Linked DNA regions of Zea mays: region 2 is linked to region 1. A link is a contact called in public Hi-C data. All regions are on one chromosome and are shown on one strand. Each heading gives the region's core, a stretch centred on a gene start, on an enhancer-like site or on the middle of the called end of the contact. The rest is flanking DNA. Distances are from core to core; before and after follow the strand shown. Region 1 holds the start of LOC100382270 (putative cytochrome P450 superfamily protein). Region 2 holds the start of LOC542489 (cellulose synthase 3).

Region 1 (4,245 bases), core at 877-3,376:
TTTAATCCATTCATAATCAATTGATACTAGGATAGTAGTAGGTTGTAACAACCAGTAAACTAAATACAAGGTAACAAAGAATGATCAAACAAGTGTAAATTTGCATAAAGATTGTTGATCGTACTGTATATTCTCGCCGACAACTTTCTTTCTTCATGTATTCATTGTTAATATACATGTTAATCAATATAGTTTGTATTTGACCAAAGTTACGACTTACATTTATCCTGTGTCATATATTAATATAATATTAGTCATAATTAATATATATATGTAGCTTCATTTGTCAATTAAACAAGTGAATATGTATAAAACATATTTTGATCACTAATTTCTAATTAGACTAATTAGCCATTAGTCAAATTTCCTTTTTTTTCTAATAGACCTTACGGATAAAAATTAAAAATATCTATGGAGACAGTACTAGACTAAACTTAGTTAAATTAATCTTGTGCGATAAATTGATTAAGCGTACTATTAAGGAAATAAATTATCTACATAGATGACAGTAAAAGGAACAAGACTTATCCGAAAATTCTAAATAGTGTTTATATATTTTTGGACGGGAATAAATAGATTATTTTATAGGTGTAATTGCGATTAAGAAAGTCTGTCCCAATTAATCCCTGCGACGGCGGGCCCAGCGGCGCCGCGCTCCGCGGCTCCCTATCCTGTTCCTGCAATCCTGCGGTGCCATTTACCATGCTGCCCCTGCCCTCCTCTGAATCTCTACGTATACTATACAGCACAGCAAGGCTCTGCGGCGTTCGCTTAACAAAATCCTGCCACGCTAGAGCTAACTAATCCTAGACACGACACACACCACCACCGCTGCGGGGCTGCGCTGGTCCGTCGTCGTCCGGTGGCCAACAAGTCCGCCCCGCGGCCCGCCTCCTATATAAATCCACCCGACTCGCTTCCTCTCCTCACCACGTCTCCCCTCACCTGGCTCTCCACCTGCCACCTCACGCGCGCCCCTGCTCTGTCTCTTTTGGCTCCGCTGAGGCCGAGCACACACAACAAATTCTCTCTCTCCTCTCTCTCTCTCTCTCTCACACACACACTCTGCTCCCTGTGCGGAGGACGGGCCGGCCGCATGGGGTGGGGGTGGACGGCGCTGGCGGCGGCCGCGATGGCGTACGTGGCGGTGAAGCTGATGGAGGTGCTGTGGTGGCGGCCGCGGCGGCTGGAGCAGCACTTCGCGCGGCAGGGGATAAGGGGCCCCCGCTACCGCTTCTTCGTCGGCTGCGTCCGCGAGATGGTGGCGCTCATGGTGGCCGCCTCCGCCAAGCCAATGCCGCGCCCCTACCGCTCCCACAACGTCCTCCCGCGCGTCCTCGCCTTCTACCACCACTGGAAGAAAATCTACGGTACGCAACGCCCCCTACGCACATGCCCATGCGCTCTCGTCGTCTCACCGCCCAGCGCCCCAGCCTAGTCCAGTGTTCCTGTTCGTGCCTACCCGACCAACGAGTCCATTCCTTTCCAGGCAAGAGTTCCTCCAGGCCCTCTCTCCCGGTAGCACGGCTGCTCCCTGCTCTGTTCGGTTACGGAACCTGAGAGCAAGGACCGAGCCCGATCGGCGAGAGGGGAGCCAATCAATCAACATGAGCAAAGCAATCTTGACCAGAGACCAGCACCAACATGAGCTCCCATCAGGTTGCGGTCGCGCCATGCGTCTCGCTCCCAGGATGCTGCTTTGCTGCCGCCTTTGGGTGACATGCATTTAGTGGCATGTCGAGGCGAGCCTCCTGGGTCTGTCGGAGCGGTTTGCCGTAGTTGTCTCTCGTTTTCGCTGTCCCCCGGCTGCAGCTAGGGGTGGTAATGGATTGTGATCCAAATAGTTCTTCACAAAATGTCAAGGCCCTAAATAAATTATAGTTCAAAAATGACTAGAAATAAAGCCCGATCCTAACCCGCTTCGATCCTTAAATCTTATAGTGCAAAAATTATAGCCCATTGTCAGCCCTAGCTGCAGCCCGGTTAGGTGGCCAGGGTCTATTTCCTACTTGCCGCCCCGCCCCCGCGCGGCCCTCGACGTGAGCCTACACGTCCCCCTTCCTGCTCCCCGCCACCGTCCCCGTCTCCATCGCATTCAACTCCAGCTTGCCCTGCCCTGCGCCCGTCGCCTCCGGGCGCACCCGCCGCGACCTGTCCGTCCCTGGCCCAACCGTCACGCCGCTGCGGCCACCACCTGCTCTGCTCCGCCCTTCTCTTCGTGTCGTCTTGTGATCCCTGCCTGCCTACTGGGTGCTGGCTGGCTGGCTGGCTACAGTGCTGGTGCGGCAGTGCGCGGGTACAGTGTAATGCGGCGGGCGCTGCCACAGGGGGAGGAGCTGGGTATCGTAGCGTAGCGTACCTGCTCCGCGCGTACGTACGCATGTTGTGCCTGCGCCTGCATCGCCGGCACCTCTCCCTGCCATGTCCTGTCCCTGCCCCCTTGGCAGCTGGCGGGATGCTGCTGATGTGGCGGAACATGGCCTCCCTGCCCCCAATCATTGGCTGCCTCGTCGCCTTGTCACGCTCACGCCCGTGCCTGATTTTGCCTCTCCCTCCAGGTTCCACGTTCCTGATATGGTTCGGCCCGACGCCGAGGCTCGCCGTCGCCGACCCGGACCTCATTCGGGAGATCCTCCTGTCCCGCGCCGATCACTTCGACCGCTACGAGTCGCACCCGATGGTGCGCCAGCTCGAGGGCGAGGGGCTCGTCAGCCTGCGCGGCGACAAGTGGGCACACCGGCGCAAGGTGCTCACGCCGGCGTTCCACATGGAGAACCTCAAGGTCAGTCAGCCAGCCAGCCTTTCACCAACAGTCTTTGTTCTTCCTGCCGTGCGGAATTGTTGTGATGACACGCTGCCTGGGACGTACGTACGCAATGCAGCTGCTGCTGCCGTTCGTCGGGAGGACGGTGGTCGACGTGGTGGACAAGTGGCACGACATGGCCGCCGCGGCGTCCGGCGAGGTCGAGATCGACGTGTCCGAGTGGTTCCAGGTGGTGACGGAGGACGCCATCACCCGTACGGCGTTCGGCCGGAGCTACGAGGACGGCAAGGCCGTCTTCAAGCTCCAGACCCAACTCATGGCCTTCGCCTCCGAGGCGTTTCGCAAGGTCTTCATCCCTGGATACAGGTAATAAGTCAATCAATCAATCAATCAATCAGCTAGTGCGATACCCTCATAGTCCTGTGTTCTGCCTGCGCTTTTATAATTAATCAATCAAGCAGAGGAATGGCGTGGCATGGTTTGATGCGTGCATATGTCTACAGGTTCCTGCCGACCAAGAAGAACACGACCTCGTGGAAGCTGGACAAGGAGATCAGGAAGAACCTGGCGACGCTGATCGGCCGGCGGCAGGAAGCCGCGGACGACGAGAAGCTCAGCGGCTGTGCCAAGGACCTCCTTGGTCTCCTGATCAACGCGGGCAGCAACGGCGGCAAGGTGAGCCCCATCACCGTGAACGACATAGTGGAGGAGTGCAAGACGTTCTTCTTCGCGGGCAAGCAGACCACGTCGAACCTCCTGACATGGACCACAGTCCTGCTCGCCATGCACCCCGAGTGGCAGGAGCTCGCCCGGCAGGAGGTGCTCCAAGTCTGCGGGGCGCGTGACATCCCCTCCCGCGAGCAGCTCACCAAGCTCAAGACAGTAAGCTCCTGTCATGTCCCCCCCGCACCGGCCGCCTGACAGAATCCTCTAACAACGGGCGGTGAGCTGACGCATGCTGCTGGTTCCTCTCTGGCAGCTCGGGATGATCCTGAACGAGACGCTGCGGCTGTACCCGCCGGCGGTGGCGACGGTGCGTCGCGCCAAGGCGGACGTGGAGCTGGGCGGGTGCCTGATCCCGCGCGGCACGGAGCTGCTGATCCCGATCATGGCCGTGCACCACGACGCGCGGCTGTGGGGGCCGGACGCCACGCAGTTCAACCCGGCGCGGTTCGCCAGGGGCGCGGCGCAGGCGGCCAGGCACCCCACGGCGTTCATCCCGTTCGGGCTGGGCGCGCGGATGTGCATCGGCCAGAACCTGGCGCTCCTGGAGTCTAAGCTCACGCTGGCCATCGTCCTCCAGCGGTTCGACTTCCGGCTGTCGCCCAGCTACCTCCACGCGCCGACGGTGCTGATGCTCCTCCACCCGCAGTACGGGGCGCCCGTGGTCTTCCGGCCGCGACCGTCTGAGCCGTCCGATCGCGACAGTAGGGATGTGTGAGGAGATGACGGAGCTCGTACTAACCTTGTCAGTGTCAATT
Region 2 (4,245 bases), core at 1,254-3,753, 400 kb after region 1:
AGAGTGATTGTAACGATGTTCTGTTCTTGCAATGGTATTTAAAGGAATAAATTATTTATATAGATGGGAATTAAGATAATAAGACATGTCTATACAGCGGTAATAGTAGCAAGGGTTTAAACAAAACCCTGAAAGATGAAAAAGAACCCGTAATTTTAAAATACCAATGAACGAACAAATTATTATAGGGTGTTCGATCCACCGCCTATTGCTCCTCGCATCGATGCGGCGACGACTCAACTTGTAGTAAGATTAATAATATAGGTTAAAGTGCGCTTTATAAGGTCGCTCTCAATATGAGTTCCATACTCATTAAATACAATGACACATCACGATGCTTGGTGATGTGACAGTGTAATTAAGAGGAGAGATATAGAGAACTTTACAGGAGATGGTAGAGTTTTATGGGGTGAAACCTTGTGTACACGGTTACCTAGTTTAAATCGGATGTGGCAACATTATAGTGCATTGAAACTCATCATTGAGAATGGCCTTAATATGTTGACACATATAGACAACTAAAATCATAACCATACAATAAATCTATCATAATATAAGCAATACATTTAATACTCGGGCCATCTATTTATCTCATAAATTGTTTTCAAGTTTATGAACAATCTAATTTCAACTGGCTACTAGTAAGCAGTTTGCTTCCCTTCTCTCTTCATTTTCTTTCTTTTATGTCACTATAAGTCTGATGTGTTGTCTCTTGCAGTTCACCTATGTCACCTTATTATACTAGCTCTAACGCTGTCACGACTGCATATGCCTCCATCGACTACAGGTAGGGGTGAACAAAATACTCGATACCCAAACATCAAACCCAAATTACTTGAACCCGGATCCAAATACTGAAACCTGAAATACCCAATCGTAATTTAAGATAGTGACATGTACCCACAATACAGGGTACCCTAAGATAACGTAAAATGACTACTCTATGACATATGAAATTACGTGCAAGATGGTCTCTAGGTAGATTAGGCTCGATTAGGTCATCTCGCCCAGGTTGAACCTGACCGAAGCAAACCTAACGAAAGTCCCCATAACCTAGTATTTTCCACTAGGCCAAACTTGATCTGGCCACCCCGACCAAGTTAGACTGGACCATAACAAACACAACTAGGGTTCACTCGACCAAGATCCTCCACCAAGTTGGCCCTAACCTCGACTAGTCAATCCTAACCTCGGACAAGCTGACTATACATCTCATACATGACTCCATAGTCAGAAAGGAAACTCATAGAGCCAGTGCATTTATGATCCTCTAATCTTTCAGCGTACACGTCTAACGTAAGACAAAGGTAGATATAGTATAAAGTACTCTAGGGACTCCTCAACACCACACCTCAAAAGGAAGAAAGTCAACAGAATTAGACAAGACATGAGCGAAAGAAGATAACTCCAAGGCCAACCACTCGTACGACTCTTATAAACGTGCCCAACGACAAGGCTTTGGACACATGCAGGACCTAACCACTCCCTTGGCCTAGTCATCTTGAAGATGACAAAGCAATATGCATTCGCCATGATGTACCAAAAGAGCTACACAACCCGGAATATGAACAACACACCCCATCGAAACCTCTGTAACAATAGGTCTCATGTTCCTCAAGTACATAAAGGGATGGGGCCACCTTGCATCCACTTTACACAAAGCACGAGAGTTCAACACTCCACTTTGTAACACTCGAGTCAATAAGAAAGGCTTCAACACCATACTATGTAGGAGTTATTTCTGAACAAGTCTAAACTCTCTTAGGCGTGTAAAGAGCAAGACCATCGAGACGACAACATCACGAATCCTCTCCTAACCTACAAAATTAATTGTGGGATAGTAATTGTAAAAACCCAAATTTAGTTTGGGAAATGTTCCCCAATACTCGATCTATCCGAATTACTCGAAATATCTCAATCATTTCTCTTATATATTCATAACATAAAGACACATGAAGTGGTTCGGTGCGATATAATTATATTATTTAAAACAAACTAATATATATTTACGCTAACTTAATAACTAGTTTATTATTATTGATATGCAGACATGTTTTGATTTGAGGAACCATTATTTATTACTTTAAATGCTACTAAAATTCTTTTAAAATGATTGATTGTGTCCATTTCAGATATTATCAAGTAAAATCCGAAATGAATCATTGAGTATATAAAATTTCGAATAATATTTTTTGAAACTAAAATTCGTTAACAATTATTTATACCCTAAATTTCATTTAACCGAATTATCTGACTCGAATTTTGTAACCTGAATGGACAGACCGTTGCGCACGGCTAGAACAACTGAACAACAGTCTGTGGGACGGTGACGGCGTCCAGGCGACGACGTTGACGCCCGCCGCCCCGCACGGCCGTACCCAATCCGACAGCCCACATCCACCTCCCACTCCCACCTCCCATCCGACGGTGCAGAGCCCGTCACAGTTCACCGCGCTAGCCCACGGGACGCGGCAGAAAGCGACGCGTGTGGGGGACGCGAGTACGCGACACGACAGCGAGAGCACTAGCAGTCGGGACACTCACCACCAGCTAACGCGCACTCGCGTCGGAATGCGTGCTGCGTGAAGAGAGGCGAGACGGGCTGCGGGGAGGAGGCGGATAGCGGCGGCGTCGGCATGGAGGCGAACCGGGGGATGGTGGCTGGCTCCCGCGGCGGGGTCGTAACGATCCGGCACGACGGCGACGGAGCCGCGGTGCGTCCCCACTCTCCCCCGCTCTTCGGTGCCCTGCTCGCGCTCTCACTCGGCTTCGTCCCGTCGCGTTTTGATTTGCGCCGGGGGACCTGTCGATCTGCCGTGCGCCCGTGCGCCGCCGGGCGGATGGAGTTGGTCCAGCGTCCGATTGGCGGCCCTTGCGGTCGTTGTGTGGGATGCCTAGGTTCTGTTGCGTCAGCGTAGGAGGTTTTCGGTGCGGTTGTGGGGGGTTTTCGGCGCGGCGTGCTGGTCGAGTGGCGACTCTATTGATTTCACTGTTCTCTTCGCCACCTGCTCGCGACGGTGTTGTCGGGAAATGCAGAGGGGATTTGGTTGAGATGGATTATTCAACTTGCCTGGGTTTGTCATCTGTATTTTATAGGAACAGTTCGAATCCTACAGTTTGTTGGTATTAATAAGCTGTTGACCTGCTAATGCGTCAAGCTTTGGTCTTAATTAATGTATGCATTTCTCCTAACTCTGTGGGCCATGAGGGAAATTTGTTGCGTCTTGTTCGATTTTATGATATTCTTATATAGAACCTCTGATTGTTGGTTTGTTGCTGTCACAATCTCACCTTCATGACTACATCTACGTTGTTGGCGTGCAGGCTAAGCAGTTGAAGAATGTGAATGAACAAATATGTCAAATCTGCGGTGACACGCTCGGGCTCTCAGCAACAGGCGATATCTTTGTTGCGTGCAACGAATGTGCCTTCCCAGTGTGTCGTCCGTGCTATGAGTACGAGCGTAAGGAGGGGAATCAGTGCTGCCCTCAATGCAAGACTAGATACAAGAGGCACAAAGGTCCGTTCCTTGTGGGACATACTGAGCTTACTCATTGCTTTACAAGTTCAAAGAATCAAAGTTTCAAACTTCTTGAGAAATCTGTTAATTGATATTGCAAACACATCTGTTTAAATTTTCTAATGGAAAATGACTTATGCACATATCTCCATGTTCAAATTTAGGAAGCCCTCGAGTTCGGGGAGATGAGGAAGAGGATGGAGTTGATGATTTGGACAACGAATTCAACTATACACAAGGCAATGTCCAAGGGCCTCAGTGGCAGCTGCGGGGACAAGGGGAAGATGTTGACATCTCTTCGTCTTCTCGACATGAACCCCATCACAGAATTCCACGTCTGACAACTGGGCAGCAGGTATAACAACATACATAAAGCCACTATACGATGCCAGACAAACAGATTCTTGCTGAGCTTTTGGTCCTGTAATCTTATTAGAATTATCTGTACTATCCAAGGCTGTCCTTCCGCTTTAGCCCTGTAGTGTGAAGTTTCAATGGAACCAACTGGTTCACTGCCTCACTGCTGGAGTTGTAGCCCAGTGTTCTTGGTTGCTTATAGATGATTAAGTCCATATACAAGAAATGGGTGGCTGGGTGCTCTTATCTGTTACCAGATACATGTATGACAATAAGTTTTTTTAGATAAAGGAATTTTATGCCAGCCTCTGCAAGAGTTTTGCACTCAACCATCCAGTGTATAACAATAAATACGCTCGACAAATACT

The links. A called contact is a pair of places that touch in the nucleus more often than the background predicts.
Region 2: a contact with region 1 is called in a Hi-C map of leaf, with 7 times the contacts expected there. The contact joins the promoter of LOC542489 here to the promoter of LOC100382270 in region 1. A contact is called at or near these places in 5 of 25 Hi-C or Micro-C datasets (bundle sheath, ear, leaf and 2 more).

Annotation. Positions count from the first base shown.
Region 1 is chr3:11,211,536-11,215,780 of Zm-B73-REFERENCE-NAM-5.0, forward strand. LOC100382270 (putative cytochrome P450 superfamily protein) reads left to right here and starts at 2,127. Exons shown (of 4, transcript NM_001175021.1): 1 at 2,127-2,782; 2 at 2,883-3,130; 3 at 3,268-3,646; 4 at 3,744-4,245. The coding sequence starts at 2,381. The coding sequence ends at 4,205.
Region 2 is chr3:11,615,664-11,619,908 of Zm-B73-REFERENCE-NAM-5.0, forward strand. It overlaps LOC542489 (cellulose synthase 3), which reads left to right and starts at 2,504. Exons shown (of 14, transcript NM_001305863.1): 1 at 2,504-2,714; 2 at 3,325-3,520; 3 at 3,685-3,875. The coding sequence starts at 2,637.